Linked DNA regions of Mus musculus: region 1 is linked to region 2. Evidence: chromatin contacts called from public HiChIP or PLAC-seq data. All regions are on one chromosome and are shown on one strand. The core of a region is the stretch at or near the end of the contact, and the rest is flanking DNA. Distances in the headings are between cores, read along the strand shown. Region 1 holds the start of Cyp11a1 (cytochrome P450, family 11, subfamily a, polypeptide 1). Region 2 holds the start of Cplx3 (complexin 3).

Region 1 (6,370 bases), core at 2,088-4,587, 410 kb before region 2:
CACCTTCCAGCAGGGGCACGAAGTTCTTGATGGCTCCAGGCGCCATCACCTCTTGGTTTAGGACGATTCGGTCTTTCTTCCAGGCATCTGAACTCCTAGAGAAACACAGGTCCCGCCTCAAGGTCACAGATGCCACACCTGGCACCTACGGACTTGCTAGGCTCTCTAGCTCCAGCACCTGCAGCAACATCATCTCCCCTCCTCCCAACATTTGCTCTCCTCTCCTACTCCCTCCCTGCCCTGCCTGGTCTCAGACTCAGAGATCTGCCTGCCCCTGCCTCCCAAGTGCTGGGATTAGAGGTGTGCACCACCACTGCCCGGCTGCAATGCTCCTTTTGTAATTTGGGGGAGTTTGTTTGTTTAAGAACGTTGTGAGCTGGCAAGATGGCTCACTGCTCTTAGAGAGGAATCAAGTCCAGTTCCCAGCATCCCTATAGGGCAACTCTGGACCACTTGTAACAACCACAGGGGATCCGGTGCCCTCTCCTAGTCCCCAGAGGCATCTGTATACACATGGCATATACTTACCAGACATATACACACAAATAGAATTCTATGAATAAAAACTTCTTTTAAAAAGTTGAGAGTCTGGAGGCAAATAATTTTGTAAACTCATGGTTTCAGCCTACCCTGCTCCACATGAAGCCCCCCACCCGAGCCTGGGTCCCTTCCCCCTTTTGTGTATGGTTTTACTGAATCTCTCTTAAAAGACACTAAAAAGACTGTGCTAGCTCCAGAGTTTCTAAATGCCTGTCAGAGTTTGGAGTACTTGCCTTCTCCACTCAGTTTTGCATTTCAGGACAGCCGTGTCGTGGACCTGAGTCTGTACCTGTACATTGTGGCAGGTATATGCAACCTTCTCTCGTCCACCGTCCTCCTTCATCTCAACCAGCTAGAAGGCTTCCTGGTTTTTCTTTTTCTTTCCTTCTTTTTTCTTTCTTTTTTTTTTAACTATAGCCTGGAGAAACATTCTAGCCTATGACCCTGTTCCCTGAGAGGACATGGCATGTCACTAAAGTTAGAAACACTGTGTGACTCACAGCCACCGTGGCCCTGGTAATAGTCGGTCTTGGGAGTTAACATCCAAGCACTGTTCACACAGAGGCCAGGTACATGTTCCCACCACAGTGCACGAGAGCTCCAGTTGCTCCAGGGCCTTGCCAACCCTTGATTTAGTCACATTTAAAAGTTTCAGTGACACTGGGTGTGGTGGCACATGTCCTTAACCTTTAAAGGAGGCCAAAGCAAGCTGATGTTTGTTTGAGGCCAGCCTGGTCTATGTAGCAACTTCTAGAAAGTTCTAGATAATGTAGAAAGACCCTATCAATGTAGAAACATAGACAGATACATAGATAGATAGATATTTTATATGTTATTTATATTTATATATAAATTATATATTTATATAAAAATTATATATAAATATATATAAATTTATCAGTATGCAATTTGGTAGAAAATAGCATCTATATCTCAGTGGCAGATCTCGCTGTTTCTCACAGTGGCTTCAGGCTGTCAGGCCCTTATTTACAGCTGTACTGCCAACACCTGGCACAAGGCCTGGTACCTAGCAGGTGTTTGATAAAGTGGCACTTCATAGTTAAAGCAATTAGTGAGAACTTTGCAAAGTCTCCACTATTCATGAAGAACTTCAGCCTGACATCCCCCTGGGAGTCGGCAGGACACTTCCCTGTCATGGCTGTTGTCACCATCGTTTGCCTTATGGAACAGGAAGATGAGCAGAGCCACTCTTTCCCCCGACCCCTCTCCCTACCACTTTCCTTCAGCACCCTACACACACACACACACACACACACACACACACACACACACACACACGAGGCTCACTCAGAACTCACTTAAACAGGACCCCAATGGGCCTCTGATAATACTGGTGATAGGCCACCCAGGGGGGCACAAGGAACCGCTCCGGGTTGGGACCCTCGCATGAGAAGAGTATCGACGCATCCTTGGGGTCCACGATGTAAACTGACTCCAAAGTGCCCAGCTTCTCCCTGGAAAGACAAGAGCGGCTGATGTTGGACCTGAGGCAGCCGTGAACACACACCCTGGGCAGCCAGGCCTCTCTACACAATCAGTACACAGCTTTCTGGCTGGGACCTTCCCTTTGCTGAGCCTCAGTGTCACCTATGAGATGGGAAATGGATGTGACATCTGTCTTGCGGAGCTGCTGAAGAGCCAAACATGACACATTTTCCTATGACATTGTGACTCATTCCAAAGGACGGCAGGACACTATCATACACCACACAGCGCACCCCAGGACCAGCCCCACTCCCACCCCAATCCTTCCATTTCATAATCATGCCGATTCCACGCTGAACCTTCTTGTCCTGCTGGGCTTGAAGCCATGGCAGGCTTTCTTGTCATTCTACAGTGAATGCCCTGTATCTCCCAAGTTCCAAGCCAGCCCGGCTCTTCTTGAATTGTAATTCAGAGTAGTCACTCGCCTCAAAAGTGAGATGGCACCCTTCACTTCTATTAAAGAAAAATGTCAAGGTGGGGAGATGGCTCAGTGATTAAGAGCGTGTACTGTTCTTGCTCAGCTCCCAGACACAAAGGGCCTGAAGCTGAGGCTGGCGCTAAAGCCTGGTCGGGGCTTGCCAGTAGTCAGGGCACCAATGTCTCATTTCCTTCCCCCTGAAGATAGAGACAGCAAACTTGACTTTTAGGGTGGCTAAAGTTGGTGGGTGAGGGGGGCACTGCTTGCTCACACTTCTTTATACCAGTAGAAAAAGTCTTGGAGTCAGAAATGAGGGAAGACTATCCCCTCAGCCCCAGCCCCAGCCCCAGCCCCAGCCCCAGCCCCAGCCCCAGCCCCAGCCCCAGCCCCAGCCCCAGCCCCAGCCCCAGCCCCAGCCCCAGCCCCAGCCCCAGCCCCAGCCTGGAAGAAATGAAAGAAAAAGGCAGACAGGAAGCAGGAGCCGTGTGCCTCCCCCTGTGCCTGCTCCACCTGCTGCCAGGCTTACCTGTAAATGGGGCCATACTTTTGGAAACTCTGCATCTGATGGTAATGGATTTTCTGTGTGCCACTCTCCCTCCAGAAGTGGTACAGGTTTAGCCAACCATTGTCGCCAGGGGAAGGGATCTCATTGAAGGACCTAGGACTGCTAGTAGAGGTACCAGCTCCCTTTCCAGTACTCAGCACTGGACCCTGCCACGTAGGGCTCAGGAAAGGTTGGCAGCCTTTGACCAGCACTGAGCGCAGGGAAAGTCCTTTAGCCAGCATACTGTCCCCACGACTGCCACTTCCTGCTGCACGAGTGTCTCTGCCCCAAACCTCCAGAGCCACACTTATAACCACCAGCTCAAGGCTAAGAGAGAAGCTGATGGAGCGGTGACCTCCCCCCTTCCTCCTCCAGAGGGCTGGGCTCACACAGCCCCTCCCAAACTCAGAGAAAGAACTTCTGAACTTTCTGTCTGAAAAGTCTGTAGTAGAGTTAGGCAAACACTGGCAGGCAGCTCCAGGCCTCTAACCTCAGTGTCCACCCTATGGGTCCCTAAGACCACTATCCTTCAGACACATTAAAAGGCAACTTTGCTATCTCCATTTTCATGGGAAGAAAATGAGGCTTAGACCTCCTGGCTCATGGCTAGCCCCCCCCCCCTTGGGTCTCAACCTCAGCTCCTGCCCCTTTATGACTCTGCAATAGTTGGGTTTGCTTCCATTCCTTGCGGGTTTTGCATGACAAAGGCCTTCTGCTGGCCCCTAGGTGATGACGAATATCCTCTAAGATGAGAGATAGCCTAAGATCATGCACGGGTCTGGAGGAACTGACTACCTGGCCAGTTATAGAACAGCAGACATCTTTCCTGTGTTCCTGGGACTTACAAATGGTTGATTATTAACTGATCTTGTACAGTTCCTTAATTCTTGAAATTCTGCTTTTTTTTTTCTCTTTGACAAACAACCATACTCCGTGTTCTTTGAAAATGTTCTGACGAGCAAGTATTGTTTTATTTACTTATGTATGTATGTATTTATTTATGTTGTTTTTTTATCTATTTAATGTGCGTTGGTGTTTGACCTACATGTATGTCTGTTTGAAAGTGTCAAATCTTGGACTTACAGATAGTTGAGCTGCCGTGTGGGTGCTGGGATTTGAACCTGGATCCTCTGGAAGAACAGTCAAAGCACTAGCAGTGCTCTTAACCACTGAACCATCTCTCCAGGATTTAGTGCATTTTTTATTTTCATTATGCTTTTAAGATCCCCCTGCCTCAGTGTCCTGAGTCCTGGGATTATATGCATTCACCACTATGACAGAAAGTGTACTTTCTTCTTTTGCCTTTAAAACAGGATCTTACCATATGGTCTAGCCTAGGTAACCTTCCTTTGCCTTTAAAACAGGATCTTACCATATGGTCTAGCCTAGGTGACCTTCCTTTCTCTTCCTCTCAAACGCTGAGATTACAGGTACCTATGTTCTACCACATCCAGCTCAGGATGTTCTTTTTCTGCTACCTCTTACATATGTCAAAACTCACTGAGCTACATACACCCTTAGCATGGATTTAATAGGGAATCACGGTGTAGCCCCAGCTAACCTGGAACTCTCTATGTAGATCAGGTTGGCCTTGAACTCACAGTGAGCCACCTGAATGCTGGGATTGACGGTTGCACAACCATGCCTAGCTCTTGTCGGTTTGCTTGTTTTCCATTTTATTGAATGTTATTCCACGTAAAGGCTAAGAAAAATTTGTGGTCTTTCTAACACATTATTTTCCTTATGAAAAGCAGGGTGTCTTTAAAAAGAAAACCCCAGTTCATTGAATTAAACCTAAGCTAAGTTTTAGTGCAGCCTTTGCCCTCCTTAGGATTGTGAGAAGGAAAGTGGATTGTCACTGTGGGAGGAGGGCAGTCCACCCTGACCGTGCCCTTCCCCCAGTGCAGAAGGCATGAGGTATGGAAGTTCACAGCGGTCCTCGGCCATGAACTTGAAGTCAGCCTGGGCTATATCAGAGTCTGTCTCAAAAGGTGGAAGGGATGGGAGAGGAGGGAGGGGTAGAGGAGAGGGAATGTGAATCTGAATGTGGGAGGAAATTGGACTCCTATGGCCCTGTGTTGTCACTAGCATATTGTCAGCGAAGGGACAGAAGTTCATTACACTGGGTTCTAGCAAGGATAACAACCCATCACGCCTGAACAGCATTCCTGCTAATTTAGGTTGGCAGCCATCTGACTCAACTTCCTGGGCCAATTAGCAGCCTTGGCTTTCATCAAAACAGCTGGGTATCCTGGGCTGGGCTGTCTAGGTGTGAATTCCCATGCCTCTTCTCAGGGTAGAAACTCCCTGCCCTTCTTCTGAGAAAACTAAGGGAAGCCCAGGCTGGCAGAAAACAGCAGAAGGAAACGAAGAAGCCAGGTGGGAGGGAGAGGGGAGCAGGTGAGTCAGGCTGGAGAGGGGTGAGGGAACAGAGAGTCAGAGCCCATGGAGGCAAGAGGAGACCACCTTCTTCATAGAAAGTTCTTCCATGATTCCACAGCAATGTTAAGTTGGGCTCAGGATGGGGGGAGGAGAAACCTTGGCTGCACAAAGACAGTGACTCACTGGGGGATGAATTTGCATCTGGGGCTGTCTTAACCTCTGTGGGTCTGGGAATCTGATAAAGAAAGGATAAGCCGCAGTAAGTAGGCCATGGGCCTGGTCCCATTGGCTTCTGGTACCCTGGCCTCCAGATCCTTGGCCCTGGATTCCTTTCAAAGCCCTTTCAAGCTGCTTTCTGTGAGTAGCAGACTAGTCATCGAACAGAAATCAAGATGCCTGCAACCAGGAGCTCTGTCTTAACCTCTCTGGGATCAATGCCCTAGGGATGATGATGTCAAATGTTAGAAAGAGCACTTGGCTTTCTCAGCCTTGGCCAGGACCCGTAGGCCTCACCTGTGTCTGTGGAATGAACTGGACGCTTGCCATGTCTAAGGAGCTTTGCACAGTTCTTCATCCTCATGGCTCCCTTGCCAGGTAGGTTCAGAAACTTTGCCAGAGTTACAGAGGAGGAGACTAAAGCTCAACCAAAAGAGCAACTTGCCCAGAGTCACAATGCTAACTAGCAACACAGTATGGATTCAAGTCCAAGTTGTTCCTGGCTGGGGACTCGGCTCTCAAGCCCCTTTCACCATGCTGCTGAGAAGCAGACCTGGGATATGAGTAAGGGCAGTTAGCATTATAAGGGTACACCCTGCACACCAGAAGCTGCTGGCTGAATTACCGGATGTCACAGGCTCATTTCTCTCAGCTCCCATTGTACAGATGAGAAAAATGAGGCAGAGGTAGGAAGAGGCAGATACCCATCATGGGTCACTAGAGTAAGCAGGGATCAGGTCTCTGGCTTCCCACAGAGCCACAAG
Region 2 (6,587 bases), core at 3,016-5,515:
AAGACAGCCTAGGCTAGGAAAGTGGAATGACACAGAGGAGAGAGGCCCATTCTCCAGCTATTTCTGATCCTCCTTCAGGCCCTGGACCCCTCTTGCTTGATTGCACTCACCCTCAGAAATGTCAGCTACCTCTCCAGGTCCTTCTGCCAGACTTGGACCCATGTACTGGATTTTAACTAGTGCTGGCCCACAGCCTAGGAGAAAGGCACAGAGAGGATTGGGTTGGGCTTCTGCCTCCCTAAGGAGACAGGGACATGTTTTAAAAGGAGAAGGATTTGTGGAAAGCCTCGAGGGCCCTTTGGGGGGAAACATCTCAGCTTTGTTGCAGAAGGAGGGTCTTCTGTAAGCCCAGATGGACAAGTGCCAGGGGGATTCAGTGTGTCCAAAAAGAAGGGCGCCATGGCTATTTAATAAGGTTTCTGGAAGAAGAATGAGGTATCTATGGTAAAGGTGACTCTGAGGAGAGGGCCACTGTCCTCTGAATACTAGATAAGAGCTGGCCCTCCCATAGAACACTGCCAAGGTCAGCACCCTGCTCTATGGACAGCGGACCCTGATCCAGGCCCTGCAAGAGATGAGGTAAGAGATGAGGAGGGTTATTGAGAGAGGGAAGAAAATATCCATTATCATCCTGTCTCTATCAGAAATTTCTGCCTCCAATGCTGGGGCTACAGACACGTACAGCCATACCTGGCTTTTTATGTGTGTAGTGGGAATATAAACTTGGGTTCTTGTGCTTGCAAAGCAAGCATTCTCACCCACTGAAACATCACCCCAGCCCCCGAGGGCATATATTTTGATAGAGGTTCTTGGAAGAAGCCCACAGCCAAGATGAGGCTCTTTGGAGGAAGTGGTCTGAGTTCATTTTGCCTCCAGTGTTCCTGAATCTCACTCTGGCACACCCATGCCTGTGAAGTGCCCCATGGAGCTCTGGGGGAGGGGAGACCCCATGCTCATTTTGGGTTCTGTGGGTGTACATCCTCCATCCTGGTGCATGGCATGTTAATTCCTCCGGGATAGAGATGAAAGGCAGAGTCCAGGGAGCCCGGAACACAGACAGACACTTATAGAGACTTCTTTTTATAAGCTAAAGTTGTCTCAGATTCTGGGGAGAAGTTTTAGAGTAAAAACACCAACTCCCAAGGCAGGACTCTATGGATGATACTTATTCTTTACCATGTACTGAGCATCGGGGATTATAGAGAAAGATTAAGTAATTTGGGTACAATCAAAAAGAGTAATGGATCATCGCACCACCAGGGAAGCAGCTGCCCGGATGGCTTCAGGAGCACACGTCTTCTACCTGCCTGTGGGCACTAAGCATCACTTTTTTGAACTGGACCATATCCTCAGCCTCCTGCAGAAGGACCTCCGGGGTCTGGTGGTAAGAAGTAGTGGGTAGTACAAGGGGCTCATCCTTGAGATCTGGTCTCTCCTGCTCTTCTCCCAACACTCCTGCAGCTCCGATGCATCTGTGCCTGACAGGCACCTATGTGTGCCCGTACATGGGTGTGAAGGGACACAGATCTCATCTATGCACTCTCTTGCTCAGGAGGAAGGCCCACCACTCAGCACTACCCAGAGACCCCTTGGTCAACCCACCTCGATGACCAGAAAGCAAGTGGGGTAGACCATGCCAAGGGACACTCAAATTCAGTGGTGGCACCAGTGTTTCCTGGGTCCCTGTCCTTCCTTGCTCTTTCCCTCGCCCTCACTTTCAGCATCCACTTCTCCTTCCCTCTCGTCTCGTCTCTCTCTCTCTCTCTCTCTCTCTCTCTTTTTAGATTTATTTATTTATTATAAATAAGTACACTGTAGCTGTCTTCAGACACACCAGAAGAGGGCATCAGATCTCATCACGGATGGTTGTGAGCCACCATGTGGTTGCTGGGATTTGAACTCAGGACCTTCAGAAGAGCAGTCAGTTCTCTTACCCACTGAGCCATCTCTCCAGCCCCCACTCTTGTCTCTTAAGCTTTTAGTCTGTTGTTGACTTAAGGACCTACATCTTATGAACTATTCCCACAAATGGATCCACGTGAGACTGGAAGATGCAGCTTTGGACACTGCCCTTTATCCATGTTCCCTAGATGACAGCCAAGATGGCTCAAGCCTGAGGGAGATAAATAGGGACCATGCAAGGCATAGATTCCAAGTCCCCTCCCCTCCCCTGGGTTAGAAGCTGAGGCAGGGTCTCATACTTCCCTTTCAGAAGAAGACAGCCAAGGCCCCTCGCCCATCTGGCTGGCTTCTAGGATCCTCCACATGTCTGCACACCAGCATCTTCCTGTTCTTCCTCCTACTCCAGACTGTAGGCTTCTTCTGCTACGTGAACTTCAGGTGGGCCCTCCCACGGGCAGGACTCCCATTCTACCTGTATCAAGTGGTTCTGTTGAACTTGAACATCTACAACTGTCGAACTTGAAAGTGGGGACTCTGAGGCTCAGACGGGCGCTACCCACTTCACTAGAGGGCTGGGAGCGGAACGTAGACCAGGGACACAGCATTTGCAAAGCACAGATACCTTCTCAAGCCCCAGTCCCATCTGGTCCTGCCCCACAGAGCTCACTCTAGAGTGAGCATCTGAAAACTGATAGTCAGACCTTATGTCGCCAGTGCTATGACTGGAAGCTTGGAGACTTGGGGAAAAAGCAATTCATTCATCTTTAGGGTTGGGTTGGGGGAGTGGATGGGGAATCAAGGAACTGACCTGGAAAAGATATTTGATTTGGATCATTAAAGTGACTAAGAGTTTTTCAGCCTGACAAGATAGGCAAGAGGCACTGATGCAGAGGAAACAGCATCAGAAAAAGCATGGAGGCATTAAACAAAACAAAACAAAACAACATCTTTAGGGGGGAAAAAGACAGTCATTGAGTACTGTTTAAGTAAAGGGCAGGGCCAATTTGCAAGATTGGGCAAGGAATCTCGATGCTCTGGATTAGAAATAAATGTCTCTAATCTCAACTCTTGGAAGGCTGAGGTAGAGGGATGCCGAAATCTGGACCAACCTGGGCTGGCTACACAATGAGATCTTGTCAAAAACAAAAACCAAAGAAGAAAACCTATACCTAGAAGTGCAACTCTGGCACTAAACCACCCAGGTAGACTTCAAATGCCGGGGTGAAATGGGGACTTCATGGGACATCAAGGGAGACACAGAAGGTCCCAGAATGTGGCAGCCTGTCATACACTGAGTCTTGTGAGACAAGTGTGAATACTTGGTCTCAGAAGGGAGACTCAAGTAACCTTTTCTCTCTCACAGCAGGCAGGAGCTGGACAAGAGGCTTCAGGAGTACCTGTCCACAGGAAGCCTTTCTCTAGAGCCTGCATTACCCATCACCAGGACGATAGGGGTTCTGAGGAGACAGCCCATCTCCCCCAGCATGCAAGCCTGACCCAGCTCAAAGCCATGTCTTACTGGGGAAAAAAAATGGGGGATAGAGGATTTAGCCAGTGCCCACATCTCAGTTTTTGGCAAGTCCATCATATTAAAGGTGATTTTCCTCTTGCTGTTTTGATAGCCTCATTTATCTCCCAGCCTCACATAGCCTCTGATAGCTTCTACCTTCTCTGTGTGGGCATCAGGAAAGCAAACAGGCAAGCAGGCAAGGAGGCCAAGAGCCAGATACCCCCACACCCTTTCCCTCTGAACTACTGAAGCAAAGGGAGATAACTGTGCAAAATTCTGTCCCTAAACTCACCAAGGACAAGGACAAGTCCCTGTGTTTCCTTCTGGCTCATCTTTTCAGTGCCCTCAAACAATACTCCCCTTCCCTGAGGCTCTAGGGACAGCAGGGCAGACACGTGACAAAGGAACTGAGCACAAACTCACCGAACCATATAACTGGGATTCCTGCTTGCGCTTCTGAGGTCTCCCCCACTTCCTGGCCTTGAGCACTTTGAGGTAGATGCTAGGGTCAGTAGAGTGGAGGTGGGGGGAGGAGGAGGATGGAATGGTACATAAGGGTGGGGGTGTTTGCCCCTTGCTGCTACCGGGCACTCCAAGATGAAGTCCTGGTTCTCGATGACCCAGGAGAAGAGGTCATTGGAGGGTAGGAAGCAGGAACCAAGGCACACTTCAGCGCAGCCCCTTCTCCCAGGGCAGGGACCCCGCCACCACAAGCCCTAATCAGCTGTCAGCAGTAGCCAGCAGTGCTTTGCTGGCGCTAAAGAAGGCACGTGGGAAAGGCGGGAGTGAGGAGCAGGCACGTGGTTCAGGCTTCTCAGCCCCGTGCATGCCCCCCCGCACCCTCCCCCCTCTGTGAGGAGGGTTTTGGGAAGGTAGGGACCAGTGCTCAAAGCGTGGGGCGCGAGCTCGCAACCGGAGCTGTCCCCGGGACTTAGTGCTGAAGTAGGCGCTGACGAACCAGGCGCCTGGTGCGGTGGTCAGAAAAGACCATGGCGTTCATGGTGAAGTCCATGGTGGGTGGCCAACTGAAGAACCTCACAGGGAGCCTGGGGGGCGGCGAGGACAAGGGGGACGGAGACAAGTCTGCAGCCGAAGCACAGGGCATGAGCCGAGAAGAGTACGAGGAGTATCAGAAGCAACTGGTGGAGGAGAAGTAAGTGGAATTTCTTCTTCGCTCATGTGACCCTCACTCAAATACCCTCACGCTGCTACACCCACCTCTCAGAGATCCCCTCTACTTCTCCTAAATATAGTAAGAGAGCAAGAGGTGCTCTCTGAGCTGATTTTATAGCCATCCCGTTTCAAATCCAGGACCCTGTTCCAGCTTCATCCTCTGGCTTAGAGGGGGTTGGGGAAAGGGTGAAGAGTGTGGCAGGGGTAGGGGTGCGGTGGGGGAGGGTGCACGTGCATCTCTGATGAAATAGGTAATCCCTTAATCCGATCTGGTCTTAACCGCATGTATTCCAACTGGGGCTCCTCTGAGCCTGAGGCTGTAAGAAAAGTACTTTTCATCTGGCAGGGCTCAGCGTCATGGGGACAGATCCACGATGGGGGTATTCAGAGATACTGAGCCTACTCTATGCAAGAGTTCTAGGGCAGAGTGGAGATAGAGAGAGCGACGGTCTGAACATTGCGGGGAGGTTGCTTGGTTCTGATCCTCACTTTGCTTATTAGCTGAGTAACTTTAGAAAAGTCATTTAACATTTCTGTGATTTCCTTTCTCCTTCTGGAAAATTGGAAGTGGTAATCACAATACGTGCTCTATACGTCTGTGAGGACTGAATGACTTAATGCATGTTAACCCTTTAGTATAGCGCCTGGCACGTGGCAAATCTTCATGACATGTCAGCTATTGTCACTCAACTTAGTACCGGTTGTTTTATGAGTTGCAAGTTTTCTCACTTTACAGAAGTGGAAGGAATGTGGCATACCAAAAATAGCAGGTTAGGATCAAGTCCAGACTGTCCCACACACACCCCTGCACACATAACCCCACCGCCCCTTCCACACAGCCTGTCAGAGAAGCAAAGAGAGACTTGAGTCAGAGATTGCGAAGGATCTTCAGAGAGAGACTCAGACAGAACAAGACTCCCTCCCACTCAGCTCTCTCTATTGGCAGGAGTGGAGAACACAGAGGATGGACACGGTGGTGGGTTGTGGCAAAAGCTAAGCCTGCTAGTCTGAGGGGATTAACTAGGCACAGGCCAGCTAGGGGTTTGGAAGGTCCATACTGCCTCCTTCCAGACCATATTAGCCCCTCCTCTGCAGGCCCCACACCTTCTCTCAACCCCTGAGATGACATCACAACTGGTATCCTCTTCTCACACAGGATGGAGCGAGATGCACAGTTCACACAGAGGAAGGCAGAGCGGGCCACACTGCGAAGTCACTTCAGAGACAAATACCGTCTGCCCAAGGTATCCAGGGCCTAACCTGTGAGGTATTACTGGGATCCTGAGCACCGGGAGCTCAGACTCCCTCAGGACCCCTCAACTCTCAGCCCGTAAGAATCACACAAGGTGCTTGATTTCTTTTCTTCATTCATTCATTCATTCATTCATTCATTCACCAACATGCTCACAAGAGCTGAGACAAACCCCAGGCCTTTGGAAGTTTACAAGTTTGTGTTTCTGGGAACAGTCCTTTTTTCCTTCACTTCCACCTCTCTGAGCTGGGTCAAGCCTGGCCCATGGAGACGCAGAGGAGTGTGGAAGCAGACTCTATAAGGGAGTGAACTCTAACGGGGCTGCTGATTACATTTGGAGAGCTGGTCGGAGGAGAGGCCATGACTCCTCCCTCCTATGCACTAGGTACTCAGCCATGTTCTCCCCTGACTCTCTCAAGAGAGCTGCTAGACACTGCTTGTGAAACTGAGCTCAGGGAGACTAAAGGACTTAACCAGTGGGTGGGAGCACTCAAGCCTGTGACTACTGTGCCCTTGCTTACTCCAGTGCTCAAGCTACTCTTCAGGTTACATGGGTCTGCCCATAAGGAGCCAACTACCCCTTATGCCTGTCTTTGTCTCAGGAAGCTCCTGCCCCGTGCTTCCCAAGATGCTGCAGCACTAGACTGACACACAAGCATGCTACACCTACATGGGACAAGCCACTTACCAGAGTAACCTTTGTGTGCCCAGAGCTGGGCTACTCTGAGGAGTAGGGTGCCATAGGCCAGG

What was found. HiChIP or PLAC-seq counts read pairs in DNA pulled down with a chosen protein or histone mark.
Region 1: a contact with region 2 is called in an H3K27ac HiChIP or PLAC-seq map of double positive thymocytes, with 5 read pairs. The contact joins the promoter of Cyp11a1 here to the promoter of Cplx3 in region 2. A contact is called at or near these places in 5 of 39 promoter capture datasets (the C10 cell line, the HPC-7 cell line, embryonic stem cells and 2 more), 1 of 484 Hi-C or Micro-C datasets (large pre-B cells), 1 of 115 datasets of contacts at active chromatin or transcription factors (double positive thymocytes) and 1 of 9 other capture datasets (liver).

What each region holds. Positions count from the first base shown.
Region 1 is chr9:58,011,919-58,018,288 of GRCm38.p6, reverse strand. It overlaps Cyp11a1 (cytochrome P450, family 11, subfamily a, polypeptide 1), which reads right to left and starts at 3,337. Exons shown (of 9, transcript NM_019779.4): 1 at 2,991-3,337; 2 at 1,860-2,015; 3 at 1-95. The coding sequence starts at 3,250. RefSeq lists promoters at 3,265-3,789, 3,265-4,235, 3,284-4,753.
Region 2 is chr9:57,603,959-57,610,545 of GRCm38.p6, reverse strand. It overlaps Cplx3 (complexin 3), which reads left to right and starts at 4,265. Exons shown (of 3, transcript NM_146223.3): 1 at 4,265-4,565; 2 at 5,742-5,829. The coding sequence starts at 4,402. Lman1l (lectin, mannose-binding 1 like) reads left to right here. Exons shown (of 13, transcript NM_199222.3): 10 at 512-579; 11 at 1,261-1,384; 12 at 2,213-2,340; 13 at 3,266-3,513. The coding sequence ends at 3,398. Gm32392 (a long non-coding RNA gene) reads right to left here and starts at 4,115. Exons shown (of 3, transcript XR_003948333.1): 1 at 3,836-4,115.